Regions from separate parts of the Hordeum vulgare genome. Here region 1 is linked to region 2. Evidence: chromatin contacts called from public Hi-C data. All regions are on one chromosome and are shown on one strand. The core of a region is the stretch at or near the end of the contact, and the rest is flanking DNA. Distances in the headings are between cores, read along the strand shown.

Region 1 (2,700 bases), core at 58-2,557, 180 kb before region 2:
AATATTATTGTGTAGCAATTCAGATGGATATAGCTACAGACTGGCTTTTAAAAAAGGGTAAACAACTAGAGAACAAATTAGTGTTCCATTGATATTGATAGGACGCCAGCTAAAATTTCCATATTGATATTATACTGCATTCATAAAACCGCTACCTGGAATAACCTGAACCTCCTGTGTCCAACTACATTGGTAGCAAAAAATATATAAATCAAGTTCCCGAAATAGTCAAGTGTACCTTCTCTGCTGGCCAGTTGTAAATCATCGACATCATCTCCCCTTTATCCTTTGCACTGAAGTACATCCCGCGGGGACGCCTGAACAGCCCGCTGTAGTTTTCGCAGACCAAGCCCACAGTAGGGGTGTATATGATGGGCGCAAAATCCTTGATGTTGTCAATTAGCACCTGCAGCAGAAACAGACCATAGCACCACACACACACACACACATCAAACACCTCCTTGCGGTGACTAAAAAGACACGCGCATGCCAACCAATGGGAAGTGTGACAGTGGGAGTTCACCCTGTAGTACAACGTCTCGTTCCGGTCGTGCAGCCTGTTAAGGATCCTCCACTTGGCCAGCGAGACCACGGAATCGGGCTCCCCCTGCGTGTTGTGCTCCAGCGAATGGTACGAGTTTACTGCGACACGGAGCGCTCGCGACATTAGCGACCAAAAAGATAGGCGTGATCTCGGGAGGGATACATACGGCCGGTGGGGCTAGCGTGAACAATACAATGACGCGACAGTGCGAGTGAGGGTGTGGGGGCTAGACGACTCACTGAAGCGCTCGTACTGCTGCTCGAAGGACATGACCCGCGGCGGGAGCAGGCCCCGGAGGCCGAGGCGGTCGCGCTCCGTGAGGGGGAACGCCGTGTCCTGCGCGAAACGAAAATCGAAGTGAAATCGGAAACCGCCAAGGCGCGCGCGGATGGCGGGATCGAGGGAGGGGCGGCGAGGCGGGGCGGGGCGGGGGCGGGTACCTTGTTGTACCAGGGGTCGTGGAGGATGTCGGTGCCGCGCTTGTGCACGATGCAGGGGCCGCGCACGGCGGCGCCGGCGCCCGCCGAGGGGGCGGACGTGGACAGGAGCCGCCGGATCTGCGCCGACCGCCGGGCCGCCGCATGGCGCCACATCACGTACGCTGGGTCAGCCGCGGCGCCGCTCGCGGTCCGTCGGTCGGTACGGTGATCGGGGCGGGGAGAAGACTGTGTTGGTGGTGCGTGAGGTGAGACCGAGCTTCTCGGAGGCGAAGCGAGAAAGAGAGAGAGAGAGAGGGAGATTTCAAGGGGAGTGGAATGCGTCGTCGCCGCGTGGTGCGGGCACTCGCGGTGAGGACACAGGACAGGAGGGCCCGGGTGCGACGTGCGATGCCGCGCCAGCTGGTCGTGCTGGCTGGCTTTGCTGCTACGGGGGCGGTGAGGGTCGCGCGCGGAGCAGCGGACGCGGGGCGGGACGCGGCTCTACTAGTGAAGGCGCTGTCGCGACTTTCGGGCAACGAGAAGAGGAATTTGCTGAGCACACGCGGTGGCGGTGCGGATCTCTCTCCTTTGCGCCTGCCTCATGTCAACTTTATTTTTCTCTGCGGGGGCGGGGATGCTTGATGTCAACCGGGGTGGTGCGAATGTGCATGTCGAGCGCCGCAGCTTTGCTATAGTTGCGACGGATTTAGGCCAGCGAACCCACGGACGCTTTGCACGCGCACGCTATTCTGCTTTGCATGCACGCGCACACGCAAATGTGCGACGTGTTACGCCGATGTTTGTATAATTGTACTGTAGTATTTGGGTAAGAAGAAACAACCAAAGACGTGTTTGCGCCAGACTACTAGGGCGAGGAGAATGGGTGGTCGGAGCGGCTGCGTGCCGGGCTGACACGAATCAGATGCGTTTGCGAGAAACTGTTCGGAACCGTTCGCGCGCCGATTCGGAAAGGCCCCGCCGACCCGACCCCAAATCTGCGCTAGTAGCGCCTAGAACTGCGCTTTCAGCCCTTCTTTCTTTTTTTTGTCCTCGGACTCTCAGTGTTGCTAAATTTCGTGTTTTGATTGTTTTTGCCGAAGTAAATTAAAATCAGGCTTTACTCCTAAATCCTCATCAGGAACATAATTCTCATCTTCATCATATTTGTCAAATTCCTCGTCGGGCAACTTGGTCTTACGAATGTAACTGTGCAACGACATACAAGCAATAATAATCTTTTTTGCCTACGAGAGTTGAAATTGGGTACCCTTCAAGATGCCCCATTTAGCTTCGAGCACTCCAAATGATCGTTCAACAACATTTCTAAGTGAAGAATGCGCATGATTATACACCTCATATTTTTTCACCGGTTTTCTTTCATTATGAAATTCTGGGACATGGTGTATTTGACCTTTATAAGGAGCAAGATATCCTCCATGGTTTGGATTTCCGGAATCGACGAAGTAATATTTTCCTATAAAAAGAGAACCAACATTGTTCTGCATGGTTGTTGAGAAGCAAGTAAAGGCAGGTATGTAATGCTCAACAATAAATATTAGTACCTCATAGGAGTGTAGGAAACCTATGTGCATACCTGACCAAGCTATCATTTAAGATTCTTGTGGCATGTGCTGAACCGGGCCAACCAGCAATAACAAAAGAAACTAAGATTGCAATCTGGATATTGCGAATATAAAAGGAAATATTTATTGATGAAAGTGGGGTTCTGTGACGCCT
Region 2 (2,700 bases), core at 165-2,664:
CACGCCGCCCTTGGCCGGCCCGCCGTACACCGGCCTGCCCCACCCGAAGTCCAGGTCGCCGAACCCGGCCTTGGTCACGTCGGAGGCCAGGTACGCGCGCACCACCGTGAAGTGCGGCCGCTCGCGCTGCACCATCAGGTCCGCCACCGACCGCATGTACTCCACGTTCACCTCCGACTTGGCCTCCTTCACCAGCTTCACGGCGTAGCTCAGCGGGTTCGCGCACAGGTCGCCGGAGGCCGACACGGCCACCGGGAAAGCGAACGCGTTCCCGTAGTAGCCGGTCGGGATGGCGCTCGCGCCGCCCTGCTTGCCGCCGCGGGCGTTGACGATGCAGATCATCCGCATCACCTCGTCGGCGTCGGGGGCCAGCGCCACGGTGCGGCACTTCCACAGACTACCAGTGAGGACCTCGAACGTGGTGGCCCGCTTCCGGAGGCCCGGCGCCAGGTGGGACCGGATGGCGGCCACCTCCTTGGCCCCGAAGAAGAAGGAGCGGTGCGCCATGTCGTCGAGCGGCACGATGGTGCCCTTGGTGTCCGGCACCTCGTCGTACTCCCGGTGCGCGAACCCAGGGCACGGCGGGTTCCGCGCCTCCAGCAGCTCCCGATCCCACACAGGCCGCACCGACGGCGCCGCCGCGCCTCGCGCCAGCTCCGCCACGCCGGCCAGGAACTGCACCAGCCCCTGCGCGTCCGACATCGTGTGCATAAGCCGCACCGCCAGGATGAAGCCTCCACACGCCAGCCGTGTCACCTGAACGTACGAACAACGGTCAGCCATGCCCATGCATCGATCACGCTCGCACGTGCACAGAAACATGCCTTCGTGTTTCAGTTCCACGAAAGGAAGGCAAAGTTACCTGGAAGAGGAGGAGCGGGGTGCCGAGGACTTCGGACGAGCCGGGGACGTCGAAGACGAGCTCCTCGAGTCCCGGGAAGGGCGGCTGCAGAGCGTCGCCGAAGTGCTCCAGACGCACGTTGGCGTCGGCCTCGATGAACAGCACGCCCTCGCCGGTGCAGTCGACGGCGAGCTTGCGACCCTCAAGCTCCCTCAGCCGGCCGGCGAACGGGTAGTAGTGCACGAGCGCCCTGGCCACGGCGTCCCGGACCACCGCCGCGGGGTCCTTGCCGCCCATGGACGCGTCGCGCCGGTAGAACTGGATTACCGGGATGTGGAACCGCAGGCCGTCCTGGTCGTCTATGTCCGAGAGACGCTTCAGCTCCCGTGGCGTCGGCCCCGCCGGCGTCACCAGCTCCGCCGCCTTCCTCCTCACCGTGAACCTCAACGACGCCGCTGTGCTCGCCATTAACACTGCCTCACGATGATTCTCAACTAGTTCTGGAGAAGGAGGACGAGAGAAGGTGATCAATGGTGCGTGCGGCGAGCTGGTGTGTTTGCTGCTGCTGCTGCTAGGTTTGTGGAGAAAGAGTGGCATTAGCACGGGTATATATGCACGCGCGGCTACACAGTGAGAGTGACAGCGACCTTGAGATATACTCCTACTATGTGTGAGCAACTGGGTCGAAATTAGGGAGCAGTTTACTGACGCTCTATTCTTTTTGTTGCCAATAATAATTCTGTGTGGACGGGCAACGGGGACTGACTTGACCAGGGCCAACACGATGGGTCGGATGGTGCGAGGGTTTGAGCTCAGGTGAGGAGCCGTGAATTCGTGATCCATGTGTGTGGTAGCGAGACTCCAGGCTACAGCAGGTCCGTTTGTTTGGAAATTGGATGGCTCACATCGTGAGACAGAGATGGGAGAGAGATAGATGTACTTCTTCCACACTTCTTCAGCTTTGCGATTGTGTAGCGTAGACATACCTGGCCATGGCCCATGGGATATCCAGCCCGGCCGGCCCCACCCAACCTGACCGGGAAAAGTTGACCCGACCCGATCTGATCTTACCCATGGGCTGGGCATGGGCCTGAGAACTAGACCCGACAACCAGGCCAGGCCAGGCTTGGACATGACATTTTGGTAATTTAGCGAAGGGCCCGGCCCGAGGCCCGACGGAATTTTCCTCTCATGGACCGGGCTTGGGCCTCAAATTCTGGCCCGACGGGATTTTCCTCTCACGGGATGGGCTTGGGCCTCAAATTCTGGCCCAACGGGCGTGCCAGGCTGGGCTCGGTCCTGCGTTTTTTGTCACGGGCTTTGTCAGCCCCGGACCGAAGCCCGGCGAGGCCCGAGGTATGGCCAGGTATAAGTATAGTACATCTTGCGTATTTTTGTATGATTTTCGTGATGGTCGTGCAGTGTAGCACATATTTTCATGTGATTAGAACGGAGTTATGTTTCTACATTTTTTTAGCACGAACTATTTGTGAGTTGTGTGAATTTCAAACTCCTCTAAGTTCATTTCAGAGAGAATACAATGCAGATCAGGGCCAATACGGGGACTTGACGAGGAGCGTAACCTTGATGAAACCGAGTTAAGACCTCGTTTGAGATGTGAACAACGTTGTGAGCAATAGCAAGCTCCGACATCCTCGGTGGAGGCAAGGAAGCGGGTTGATTGGTACGCGTGAGGGTGTGCTAGCTCGTCAAAGAAATGGGATGGTCATAAAGGTTTAGGGTGATGGTCGAGAGAGGCGGCAACACAATGGTGACCCGTGGTGACGGAAGGACGGCGAGGGACGTCAGCCACGAGCAACACCGGTTGTGAGTCGTGGGAGCAGGCGGTCGTCCGATTG

Evidence for each region. Hi-C and Micro-C count contacts between places; a contact is called where the count stands out from the background.
Region 1: a contact with region 2 is called in a Hi-C map of seedling, with 6 times the contacts expected there. The contact joins the promoter of LOC123433416 here to the promoter of LOC123410215 in region 2. A contact is called at or near these places in 3 of 6 Hi-C or Micro-C datasets (leaf and seedling) and 1 of 1 datasets of contacts at active chromatin or transcription factors (embryo).

What each region holds. Positions count from the first base shown.
Region 1 is chr1H:316,151,765-316,154,464 of MorexV3_pseudomolecules_assembly, reverse strand. LOC123433416 (NAD-dependent malic enzyme 59 kDa isoform, mitochondrial) reads right to left here and starts at 1,307. Exons shown (of 19, transcript XM_045115454.1): 1 at 985-1,307; 2 at 784-880; 3 at 524-642; 4 at 239-406. The coding sequence starts at 1,137.
Region 2 is chr1H:315,975,533-315,978,232 of MorexV3_pseudomolecules_assembly, reverse strand. LOC123410215 (benzyl alcohol O-benzoyltransferase-like) reads right to left here and starts at 1,414. Exons shown (of 2, transcript XM_045103124.1): 1 at 863-1,414; 2 at 1-756. The coding sequence starts at 1,309.